2 separate regions of the Zea mays genome follow, and region 2 is linked to region 1. The links are chromatin contacts, called in public Hi-C maps. All regions are on one chromosome and are shown on one strand. The core of a region is the stretch at or near the end of the contact, and the rest is flanking DNA. Distances in the headings are between cores, read along the strand shown.

Evidence for each region. Hi-C and Micro-C count contacts between places; a contact is called where the count stands out from the background.
Region 2: a Hi-C map of endosperm shows a contact between it and region 1, with 4 times the contacts expected there. The contact joins the promoter of LOC100277458 here to the promoter of LOC542155 in region 1. A contact is called at or near these places in 4 of 25 Hi-C or Micro-C datasets (ear, endosperm, leaf and 1 more).

The regions. Positions count from the first base shown.
Region 1 is chr9:106,832,649-106,839,128 of Zm-B73-REFERENCE-NAM-5.0, reverse strand. LOC542155 reads left to right here and starts at 4,407. Exons shown (of 3, transcript NM_001351998.1): 1 at 4,407-4,538; 2 at 4,696-4,738; 3 at 5,384-6,302. The coding sequence starts at 5,395. The coding sequence ends at 5,919.
Region 2 is chr9:107,046,711-107,053,065 of Zm-B73-REFERENCE-NAM-5.0, reverse strand. It overlaps LOC100277458, which reads right to left and starts at 2,285. Exons shown (of 1, transcript XM_008661620.3): 1 at 1,553-2,285. The coding sequence starts at 2,104. The coding sequence ends at 1,847. LOC103638806 (probable beta-D-xylosidase 2) reads right to left here and starts at 6,015. Exons shown (of 4, transcript XM_008661619.3): 1 at 5,442-6,015; 2 at 4,417-5,371; 3 at 3,995-4,339; 4 at 3,071-3,898. The coding sequence starts at 5,960. The coding sequence ends at 3,273.

The DNA of each region.
Region 1 (6,480 bases), core at 3,158-5,657:
GAAGCGCGCAACAGCATGCATGAATTAAGTTGAAATTAAAACAAGTCGTCGCGCAACGAAGCACGCGATGCAACACATAAACTAAACTGAAATTGGAATGAATCGTCGCACGACGCTACATGCGAATTAAATCTAAATTTAAAACGAAATGTCTCGCGACGAAGCGCGCGACGGCATTTAAAACGAAACATCTCGCGACGAAGCGCGCGACGGCATACGCTAATTAAACTGAATTTAAAACAAAACATCACGCGACGAAACGCGCGACGCAACATATTACCTAAACTGAAATTAAAATGAATCGTCGCGCGACGAAGCGCACGACGCTACGCACTATTAAATCTGAATTTAAAATGAATCACCGCGCGACGCAGCACATGAATTAAACTGAATTTAAATGTTACGCGCGCTAGGGCTGCGCGCACGGGGACGGGGCTGCACGCCAGGGCCGGCCGCGGCACCCGCGCAGGGCTAGCTGCGAGCCACCCGCGCGGGGGCCGCGCCAAGTGGAGGGACCGTCGGGGGGCTACGCGCAAGGAGAGGGAAGGGGAAGACAGAGAGAAGAGAGGGGAGAGGAAGCTCACCTCGGGGCTCGACGATAGGTGGCAACCGCTCACCAGGATCCAACCTAGGGCAAGGAGAGGTGGAGAGAGGTGGAAGAGAGGGAGGTTGCTGCGCGGGAAAGAAAGAATGAGGGGGAGGGGGTTGGGGGCACGCCTAGGGAGAGGCGCCAGGGCGCGCGCCCCAGGGCTGGGTCGGGGTGGGTCGCGCCACGGGTCGGGCCGACTACCCACTGCTCTCTCTCGACTGCTTCTAATCGAGATTAATCCACGAATCGAAAATCAAAACTAAGCGAACGCGTGATTAGGCACAACATCAGACAAAATAAATATGCTTCGGCATGATGCAACGACCATACCAACTTAGGTTTTGTTTACACGCGATACAGACACCAGTTTCTATATTGCTTTGAAAATAGGAAGAAAGAGCGAAACAGGAAGAGAAAAGAGAGTAACGTCTGAATTTGGTGAATATCAGAGACAAAAATTTATGCCCCAAATTCAGGGTGTTACACATTCCTAGATCCATACACGTGCACACAAAAAAAATACTAGAAAAACATTTCCTGCTCCATCTCACCGGGGAATCAGTTGGATTTCTGTTTCATGTCCAGCTCTCACTGCGCTTCATGGCTCGTCGCCAAGATGGCTTACTGGTGTGTGTGTGTCTCCGCTCACGACGTTGTCGTTGGGAGCCCCAGTTCGGGAGAGCCCTAGCCCTTATCAAACCCTAAATGAAAAAGGCCCCAAAATCCGCAAAAAAGAGGAGGCACGAAAACATCAGTTCTGGCATCAGAACCATGCGAGGGCAGGGAATGAGAGGGAGTAGGCGCTCGTGAGGAAGGAAGCGATGATGGCGATGGCGGCGACGTGCCAGGTGAGGAGCTCGTAAACACAACCAATCAAGTTATATCAGAAATGCAACCAACCAGGGAGACACCACATTTTACTTGCCTGTTGCATGGGCACCAGGGTGCATCCAAAATTCCTTTGTAAATTGAGTAATATTCATTATGTGAAATCGTGTGTGATGAAAACATTAGGTTTGTTGATATTGAGACATTGTGATAAATTATTATTATCTTCATAAAGTGATTTACATGCTTTTGAATATAATGCATGTTGTGAATATACAATTTTGATTTGTGCATGTGCATTGACATGTGTTTTGATATTATTGTAACGTACTCGGTGGAGTGGTGTTGAGTGGATTAGCTTTAAGTCAAGTCGTGGATTTGTGCTTGTGCACAGTTGCGTGTGTTGTTGATATGCAGGTGACGATCGAGGTGAAGCATGGTCGGTAGTGTTGACGAAGATGATGTGCGGGATGTTATGGTCGAAGCATCATGCATATCACAAGGTTGTGCGTTGGAAACGTACATATATTTTAGATATATTAGAAATATCTAATATGCGGATAAAAAAGAAAAAGGAAAGCGTGCTTGGTGCATGCACGTGCATGGTGCCTAGCTGTGCTTGCGTATACGCAGGAAGCGAGCTAGCTGGCCGCCAAAGCATTGTTTCTCCTTGGCTGGGAGCCGGCCCAAACGCGTCGTCGGCAAGGGAGCAGCCCACTCGGCTTCAAGGGCGCGGAGGCTGCAGGGGCCGTGGCCCAGTGCGTGATGGAGAAGGCCCATACGGCTGAAGGCCAAGCGGAGAGTCCGTTTCGGCTGGATTGAAGCGGATAAGTACCCCAGGTCCTTATAAATAAAAGCTGGTTTCGTTTTTTCAGAGACAAGGCATTAGAATAGATAGTCATTAGATTAGATCTATTAAAAGATTAATCCAAGGGCTTTTTTAAGAGATCAAGGGAGAACTCTCTGGTGTTTTGGAGGAGCACTTTTGTATACAAATCTTGATGGTTAAAGGATTGAGTATGCAAGATTAATGTGGTAACATTATTTCTCTCTTGGTAGGTTAATTGTGTTCTTGGTTTTGATGATATATTGAACCTTAGTTTTCAATTGTTCTTGATGTTTTTATTCATCTAGATCATTACTAAGACATCGATTTGCTGATCTACAAAGCTTGGAATATCAATCTTTTCTGGTTATCGCTTAATCTCGAAATTATATCTAGATTAATTTTCGTCACTCCCTAGAACAGAAAGATTGTTTCGTTTATAACTTTAGATCCAGTGGTCCGATCGACGTGATTCCAACTGGGTTTGATTCATAATGTTATCTAGTTTAATTTATCAAGTTTTGAGGTCGATTGGAGTTACGGATTTTAGTTAGCAACATTTTTACTAACATAACATCAATCTGTCCAGTATTATAAAACTGCAATGTTTTGGTTTTGTGATGATTAGGAGAAGGCGAACTAAATATTTTTAAGCTTCCACAATCATTCATTCCCTCTGATTGTCTACTTTAGCATCATACAATCCTAAATATTATATATCACAAGAAAATTCATAGGTTCTTTACACATCAGTTGTTTTAGCTATAAATTTTAGCTATAAATTTTAGTTCTATCACATCAGTTGTTTGAATACTAGTTAGAACTATTAAATATAGTCTAACTATAAAACTAATTATATGTATAAGAACTATACGGCAAGACAAGTCTTAAGCTTAATTGATCTATAATAATTTGCTAATCATAGATTAATTAGGCTTAATAATTTTGACTCGTCGTTTAGTCTTTATATATGTAATTAGTTTTATACTTAGACTATATTTAATATTATGAATTTAAATATCCCATGAGACATGAACTAATCTTGAGTCACGTCAAATCAAAAAGATACTCGTGCCTTTTTGTATTAACTAGTCCACTATCTAAGAACTAAACATATCACTGCTAGCTAATATTTTGAACTAAACTTTAGCTAGCTAAAGCTTAGATATGATGAAACTGAATGATCTTTTAGTTTCAATTAGGAAATCATGCATTATTACTTCAGATCATCATGTAAATCTATTTTAAAAAAATGTTCAAACAAAAAAAAAAGTTATACATAGTCCTTCCACCAACGTATAAACCCTATTGTAGTCTGAATTATAAAGGGCATGTTTGGTTCAGTTTTTTCTGACCAGCTTTTCTAAGAACATGTCTGTAAAGAAATTTTGGTTGTAGAAAGAATCTAAATATTATGGGGATTACGTGCGGAGGAAGATGAAATGGTTCAAAGGATCCAGGACCTAGAAAGCGATGGATTTCTACTATCGTGACGACTCGATCGATATTATGTTCATGTTGTTTTTGGACGATTTTTACCAAAATAATTCTTATAAAAGTACTGAAAAGCTGTGGTGTTTGATGACAGTCTATATCATCGTTTGGTGACGAGAAGCTAAAAAAGGTCCAAACAAACGTGACCAAAACAGCTTGGCCATAAAGTGCCTTTTTTTACCATGATTCTGGTAACCTAACGTTCTTTTAACGTTCTTTTACAAGCAGCTTCTATTGTTCTCGATGTATCGGTTAAAACCAGATCACAAGTAAGAGACCGTTTGTAGCAAAAGGATTGGAAGGATTGAAGAGGCTAAAACCTCTTTATTATTAAAGGGGATTAAGGCTAAAATCTTTCTGCTATTTAAAATTAAACATCTAGGGAATTTTAGCTCGTTTAATCCCTCAAATGTTTACGATGAAATTAATTTAACGAAAATATAAAATACCTATTTTTGTGTCACGTATCCGGTATCCCAAAGAGAAGTCCAATACGTATGCTGCGAAAACCAGATTAACATTTCCCAGCTTATCACAAAAGAAGCAATGATATTTCCACTCCCAAGGAAAAAAGAGAGAGAAAAAAAGGTAGTAGGCGGCAATCCAACGGCGGGGGCCTCCGCCCGCCTCCGGCATGGAAAAATCGCCGCGGGGGCCGGCGAGGGGGGCAGCTTCGTCATTTCCGGCGCCCTCCTCCTTTCCTTTATCTCTCTCCCCACGCCCCCACGTTTCGCCCCCCATTTCGAAGCCCACCGAATTCCCTGCGATTCCTCTCCCCTCGCCTCCTCGTCTCCCCCTAGGGTTAGCACCTCGCTGCCTCCGATTCAATCATAATATGGTCTCTTCTCCCTTTGATCTGTAGATTTGGGGCTTTGGCTCCGCCTCGCGCGCCCGATCCGGGCCGTCCTCCTTTTTTCCCCTCTTATATTTGATCGGTTTCTTTGCGTCGTTCACGCAGGGATCGTCGGAGAGGAATCGCAAAGAGGGCCGTCTCATCCGAGGTTCGTGTATCTGGCCACTCTGCATCCAATTAATTTCCCCGTTTTTTTAGTTGTCCGGGTCAAAAACTGTGAATTATATATATATTTTGCGTGCTTGTTGAGTGGGTCGATGCGGAACCAATTGAGCCGTTCCGATTTACGCTGTACCTAACAGCGAACAACAGCCAGATAATTTTTTTTGGGGGGGTGGGGGTGGGGTAAGAGCGTTTATCTGTTGTAAAGGCGAGTCCTTTCCACTTATTGGTTGGGTGTGTTGTTGCCTGCTTTGCCGAAAGTTAATGAGCAGATATGGTTGCTACTTTGTAGATTTGTTGCGTAAAGCGGCTAAAAGTTGGGCCATCTTTTTAGAATTGATTTCACCCGTGGTGTGTTGCCGTTAGGTGATTCGGCTGTTAGCCAAATGATAGTGCAGGCTCTATATGATAGCACCTTCAGTTGGGCGCTTGACCAAGCTACAATTACCCTTTTGATAGCACCTTCAGTCTGGCATTAGGTTGCAGCATGTCTTACTGAATCAAGGCAGTACCAACTTTCACTTAGATTTTATGATTGTTTTTTTACTACTAGTAGCAACTTTTGGGAAGCTGGTGACACACTATGTCGACTACTATTCTGGTATTGATCAGTTGTTTCGTATTATTCTAGTTAAGGAAGCCATGGAGCACAAGGAGGCTGGGTGCCAGGCCCCCGAGGGACCCATCCTCTGCATCAATAACTGTGGCTTCTTCGGCAGCGCGGCGACCATGAACATGTGCTCCAAGTGCCACAAGGAGATGATAACGAAGCAGGATCAGGCCAAGCTGGCTGCCTCCTCTATCGACAGCATCGTGAACGGCAGCGACGCCGTCATGGAGCCGGTTGTTGCTGGCAGCAACACGGTAGTAGCTGTTGCCCAAGTTGAGTTGCAAACAATGAACGTGCAGCAGCCCGCTGATGTTGCCGGACCCAGCGAGGGGGTGGCGGCGATCTCCAAAGGGGGGAAGGTAGGGCCGAACCGGTGCAGCGCCTGCAGGAAGAGGGTTGGACTTACGGGATTCAACTGCCGGTGTGGGAACTTGTACTGCGCACTCCACCGCTACTCCGACAAGCACGACTGCAAGTTCGACTACCGGACTGCTGCCAGGGACGCCATTGCCAAGGCTAATCCGGTGGTGAAGGCAGACAAGCTCGACAAGATCTAGGGGGGGTTCCCTACGGTTGGGTATCAGGAAGATTGTAAACCGCGGTAACTCGTCATGCGGAACTGCTGCCTTGCCCCCCGCGCCTTTCTCTTCCATGTTTGCTGCTACAATCTTGTTGTTGGGCATTGCAGTGCACGGTGCACACTTGTGTAGCCCGCCTCGAGAATTCCTGCCTCTGCATCTGGTCAGTTCTAAAATGATTTGCATGTTGGCTATGTTGTGTAAGCTCTATTTATGGTGGTCTCGCTGAGACGGGTATTTGGCTTCGCAGTTATCTAGCTATGTGATGTACTGTTGTCTTGTCCCTGGGTATTATATGGTACACTGCAGCCAGTAATAGTAATCTGCAACTGTGCGTTAAATGGTCCGTCGTTTTCCTATACAAAGTATCTCTCTTGTTTGCACATAAACTAGTATAAAGTTGGGAAGAAGATGGAGCAGCTTGTTGGATTACCTGCAAGATTATGAAGCAGGGTTGCTCTCTATAAGGAATTTGGTCATCATGCAACTCAACAGAAACAACATGAGCTCTCTTCCATTGGAACATCAGATGCCTCAGTT
Region 2 (6,355 bases), core at 1,036-3,535, 220 kb before region 1:
AGCTTCGGGAGTGAGTTGATGAAGGTAGATTTGGAATGTTTTCAGTACCTCAACAACAAAATTGCTCAGGGGGAATCGAAGCCCAGCCTTGAGGAGGCTTCGGAAAATCACAACTTCATCTTCTTCAGGGGTGGGAGAAGTCTTTTCCCCGGCATCAGCTCTCACAATAGATATGTCTCGGAAGTATCGCCCTCTCATATTATCAATGTGACTCTGCTTGATGGTTGTTTTCCCAAAAACTGAGTGACTTGGTCGCCACGGTCGATCTTCGGCCTCTTCCCCATCACTTTCTACATCATAGCTATCGCTGTCATCAGTATCTTCGGACAAACCTTCGAGAATCTCCTTCGTGATTTTCTCTGTATTAGTCTCTGCCATCGCTATCAGGAACCCCAGATTCTTCTCCTCCTCGAGACTCAGCTTCGTCTCAGCAGGGATCTTCTTGTCTTCAGACATCTTCGGAAACACTAAAAATTTGTTCCCGAGGCCGAAGCTTCGAAATCAAAAAGACCAGCAAATCTCAATGAGCAAGAGCTAAAAATTTTTAGTGGGCCGAAGCAAAAGGCAGGCGTGTGTACCAAATGAATTCGCGATGTGTTCTTATTTATACGCCTAGGGCGTTAAAAGTTAAAAGGCCCCGCTTGTCAGTGAATGTTGCTATCCTAGCAAAGGGAAGGTGTTTTTTCGGACCTTCGGCTCAAGGCCTTCGTCCATATCGCAATCTGAATTTATTATTTACAAATTAATATTGCGAGGGGCTACTGTTGGGGGCCTTCGTCCTCCGAAGGTCCTCAAAAACATGATTTGACAATGTTTTCCAAGTGAATTATATGAACAGGTATTTTCGGATTCAGAATTATGGATATGGAGCACGACCAGGACGAAGGCTGAACCAGACGAAGGTCGGGGGCAGCCGAAGCTGTACGCAGGGAAGCTTCGGCGCGATGGCACAAGGGGGAACCGACCTTAAGATGAAAAGACTTCGGGGTCCTCAATAGATCTCCATAAACCGTTAACAAATGTAATGGACATGGATGTAATTTTACGTGGGCTGCGTCCCGCGTCTATAAATAGATGAACAGTACTCCCGTACTGTTCACGCTGATTTGTCATTTTGCTTTTGGCGTCACGCTCGTACTTTCCACCTTCTCTCAGGATCGAAGGTACATTTGTAATTTGGGATCATTTCTGTTTTTCCATGTTAATAAAATAGAAATGATTCCTTGATGATGCTTATATCATATTTCATGCTTTATGTGAGTCCTTCGTCATTACTTGTTATGTTTACGAAGGTATGTCTCTCATAACTTTCGTCCGAGACTCATTATTTCCCAAAGGGATATAATGCTCTGAAGGACGAAGGACCCTAACACTTAACACTTTTTATGTTGCCTTGTTCTTAATTCTTAGAATTTGAGAACAAGTCTCCAACAGGGAGGTTTTCTAATTGGAAGAATCTAAAAAACTAATTTTATAGTTAAGAAAGATAAATCCATGCTATAGTTAGGGAAAGTCGAATGGACTTGGGTAAAAGATGGAGAGGAGGACACAATGTGCATTTCAAACAAATGGAAAACCAAATCATATATTTCATCGCATGATTACAGAACGACTTGACACAAATAGATAAATTAAATCACGTCTATGTAATTAACACAACCCGTCACCATGCATATATATTCATATCAGATCACATCAATAATAATATATGGAAACAGCGGTGCAGGTGACGTCTTCCAAGTCGACCACCGCAGCAACAGTCACCAAGAACGAGCGAGGCAACTGCAATGGCAACGGTGGACGGATCCATCGTCGTCCATGCGCGCGTACGTAAGCACGCACACGCTTAGTGGAGGTAGTAGGCGAGGAGGGAGAAGAGGAGCGCGGCGGGCGCGGCGGCGAGGGCGGGCGCGCCGCTGCTGGCGGAGGGCCCCGCGGCGGCGGCGCCAGCGGCAGCGCCAGCGCCAGCGCCAGCGGGAGCCTCGGCGGACGACTCGGAGGCAGTTGGGGCGCCCGCGGCGGCGGCCTCGGTGGAGGCCAGCACTGCGGTGGCCGAGGCGGCGATGACGACGAGGACGGCGAAGAGGATCCTCTTCATCTCCATCTCGCTCCTGCGGTGGCGGTGGTACGTCGGCGACGGATTGCCTTGGGGACGGGGTCGGTTGGCTTGTTCTCTCGGATGGCGGCGGTGAGAGTTTTATTAGTTTCTCTGGCTGGCTCTTATTGGAGGCTGCTGGTTCTCCTCTCGATTGCTTTCTGCTGCTTTGGAAGCGGCGAGGAGGGAGGGCTTTATAGCAACGGGAAGGATGGGTACGTGAGGACACGAGTGAAATCAGGGGCTAGCTAACCATGTATAGAATGCCATTAATTTAGGAGTAGCTGTTAATTGGGACGGATGAAATTCACGGATGAAACTAGTGGTTCACAACGAAAATCGCTGACCGGAGAGCCAGCCAAGCGTGCAATGCCGGCCGGGCTGCGCGAGCGATTGGGAGCCTTTTACACAGGCTAACCAGGTCCGAGCCCAGGCCCAACCGAGCTAGTGTTGCTTACATAGGCGTTGATGGTAATTGGCACTGCACAAACTGACAAAAAAAACTTATTGCACATATCGTTAATATAAGATATTTTTGCTGGTGAATCTTGGGCCGATTTGGTGCTCGTGTTCTGATTGTTTATAATTTGGGCTGGACCGCCGGTGGGCAACAGAACCGTGCCATGGTGTGTGACTCGTTTTGCTCATGAACCAGCTCGTTACAGGAGCCAAAAGTGAGGCACAAATACTTTATTCAGCCTACTACAAATTATTAGATTAAAAAATAAATTTGTTAATTCTTGGTTGGTTTGGTGACCGGAAAATTTGAGGAGATTTATGAAGAAGAAATTTCCTGTCTAATCAAATTTGAATACGAAAGAGATTTTTGACCCATGATCCCCTTAAATCTCTGATCACCAAATCATAAACTTATAGATTTAGAAATTAATCTGGAGTTGCTCCTGGAAAAAAAAGAGTACCCGAACACACAAGCCGCCGCCATCGTCGGCCGGCGTCGTCACGTCAATCAAAAGATTAACAAAAACTGCCTCTGCTAATTGTTGATTTTCAGTAGTACACTAGTGTTTTGAAAAACAATGGGCATCTTTATTTTATTTTCCGAAACTGAAAACAACTGATAATTCTGATTCAACTAATCCCATTTTTTCAGCTAGAGACGAAAACGGATCCTAACTAAATAACTCCTAAAACATGGGGACGAGAAACTAAGCATGAGCTAAACGGACAAATCGATCTTGACGGGGAACGACACCGACGACGACGAGTCGCCGTTCTCGACCAGCACCTTGCTGACGCCGGAGGGCACGACGGTGTACGCGGTCCTCTCCACGATGCCGAACGCCTTGCACACGTTGAGCGCGAAGGGCACGGTGGCGGTGCTCCTGGCCGCCACGAACACCCTGCGGAACGCCGCCACCTGCTTGATCGGCGCCTCGGCCACCTCGGGAGGCGGCGCTGTGTACACCAGCACGACGTGGGCGCCGCCGCGGCCGCCGGCGTTAGTCACGCTGACGTTGAAGCTGACGGTCTCGGTGCAGGCGTGGTCGGCGACGTTGACGGCCTGGCAGGCTGGGACGGTGGCCACGCTAGGCTTGTAGCTGAGACCCTTGCAGTGGCCTCCCGGGGCCGGGAGGCTGACGGAGACGCCGTCGGTGCTGGTCTCGTACTGGAACTTGGTGTAGCTGAGGCCGTAGCCGAAGGGGTACAGCACCTCCGGGCCATCGTAGAACTTGTAGGTCCTGCCAGGGTACCCCTTCTCCGGCACTGGTCGGAACTCCATGGACGTCATGGGGATCTGCTCGATGTACTTGTTCTTGAACCATGTCAGTGGCAGCCTTCCACCTGTTTTTCATTGATCAACAATAATAATAATAAAATAATTGTTGATAGTAATGCACAATAAAGAAGTGGTACGGCGGTGTTGCCCTTCTTTGCTACCTGGATTATATCTTCCAAAGATGACATCGGCAATGGCGTTGCCACCTTCGCCGCCAGGGTAGCCGGCCCAAAGGATGGCGCCGATCTTGGGGTGCTTCTGCGCGAAGGAGATGTCGATGCCTCCTCCAGACAGGATGACAAGGATGATCGGGGTCGGTGAGGCCTGGGCAAAGTGCAGGATCTCCTCGGTTTGGTTCTTGGGTAGGAGAAGGTCCTCCCTGTCGTTTCCCTCCCTCTCAATGTAAAGGTTTATGCCACCCAAGTAGATGGTCATCTTCGCCTTGTGCGAGATCTTCACGTCCCTGCTTATACCTTGGCGCGGCGTCACGTACCGGCATGGCGGTCCTGAATGCATATTGCCCATACGAGTGCATGAGTAACGATCCAGCGATACTTGGAAGTGATAGTGATACACTACTGACCTGTATAGTCGCCGTCCATGATCTTTTCAGGTGCCCGGGCGTGTGGTCCGTGCACGGCGACGGCAAGGGTCTTCTTCGGGTCCAGAGGAAGCAGGCCGTGGTCGTTCTTGAGGAGCACGATGCCCTGCCTCGCGCCGTCGAGGGCGAGGCTCTTGTGCTCGTCGGTGCATACGTCTGTCTCGTTGAGGGAGGCGTACCTTGGGATGTTGTCGAAGTAGCCGAGCCTCATGAGCGTCATGTACAGGTTGGTTAGCGCGTTGTCGATGTCGGACTCGCGCATCTTGCCCTGCGCGACGGCGGCCATGCCGTACTCGCTGAGGTAGTCTCTGAGCGGCCTGCCCTCCTCCTCGATCCAGCTCTCGGCGCAGTCGAGGTCCATCCCGGCCCTGAGCGAGACGGCGCTGGACTCGGCGGCGGTGAAGTTGAGCCAGGTGGCGTTGTCCGTCATGACGCGGACCGCGTCGCAGTCGGACACGATGTAGCCGTTGAGGTGCCACTCGCCGCGGACGGTCCCGGACAGGAGCCGCGCGTCGGCGCAGGCGGGGACGCCGTTCACGCGGTTGTAGGAGCACATGACGCTGCTGACGTCGCCCTCGCGGACGCACATCTCGAAGGGCCGGAGGAAGGTCTCGGCCATGTCGCGCTCCGAGACGCGCGCGTCGTACGTGAACCGCGTCTGGTTGTGCCAGTTGTCCACGTCGTACGCGGCGTGGTGCTTGCAGCAGGCGGAGGTCTTGATGGGGCGGGCGGACGGGTCGCCGGAGTAGTGGCCGGGGATGTCCTGCATGCCGCGGACGAAGTTCACGGCGTAACGGCCGGCCACGTACGGGTCCTCGCCGGGGGTCTCGAGAGCGCGGCCCCACCGCGGGTCGCGCACCACGTTGATGTTGGGGCTCCAGTACGTCAGCCCGCCCTTGCCAAGGTTGTACATGGCACGTGCCTCCGTCGAAACAGCCTGGATGCATCGTCGATCCATTACCACAACGAGAGATCGGTCTAATCGTCGAAATGTACATTATATATACCTGGCCAATGGAGTTCCAGAGCGTCTCGTTGAAGGAGGCGGCGCTGTTGATGACGTTGGCGAAGACGGTGGCGTTGTTGACGGTGGCGCGGCCGGAGTGGTTCCCGGGCTTGCTGTGGAGGTCGTCGAACAGCATCGTGGGGCCGGTGCTGGAGACGCCGTGCAGCGCCTCGGACCACCACTTGTAGGGCGGCAGGCCGACGCGGGGCGCGCCGTGGGATATGTCGCCGAGGTTGCCGACCTTCTCCTCCACCGTCATCCAGCCGATGAGGTCGCGCACACGGTCGGCGTACGGCAGCGACGCGTCGCAGTACGGGAACGCCGACATGTTGAGGCCCATCTCCGCGAACCGCTCCGCGTCGCACACCTTGGTGTACGCCTTGCCGAAGCTGGTCACGTTCACGGTGGTGGTGGCGGCGGTGGAGGGCAGGGTTCGCGAGCAGGCCACGGGGATGGGGCTGATGCTGCACAGCAGCAGCGCCGCGAGGGCGAGGAGGAGATGGGACGGGGACGGCGCCATAGTTGGATGACCTAGGCACTAGCTAGATGTGTGTGACTGTGTGTTGATGGTTCTGTGATGAGTTAGGAAGTCCACGCTAGTGGTAGCATATATAGAGGGAGGGATGAGATAGAGCTGACTGCTGGATGGATAGAGTCAGAGTAGGCTGGTAAGAGAAAAATGGGCGAGGTCGTCGCAACTGTTTCCTATTTGCTCGGAAAAAATTTCTACCCAGCGAATCTATCTCCTGTTTGTTGCCTTCCCCGTCAACTCGATCGGTACCAGCAACGTTATGGAACACACAGTTGCCCTTCTACGTACGTAAACTAATCCCATGCTGAACGCGCGGAGAGACGAAAACGGATCCTAACCAAATAACTCCTAAAACATCGCGACGAGAGACTAGCATGAGCTAA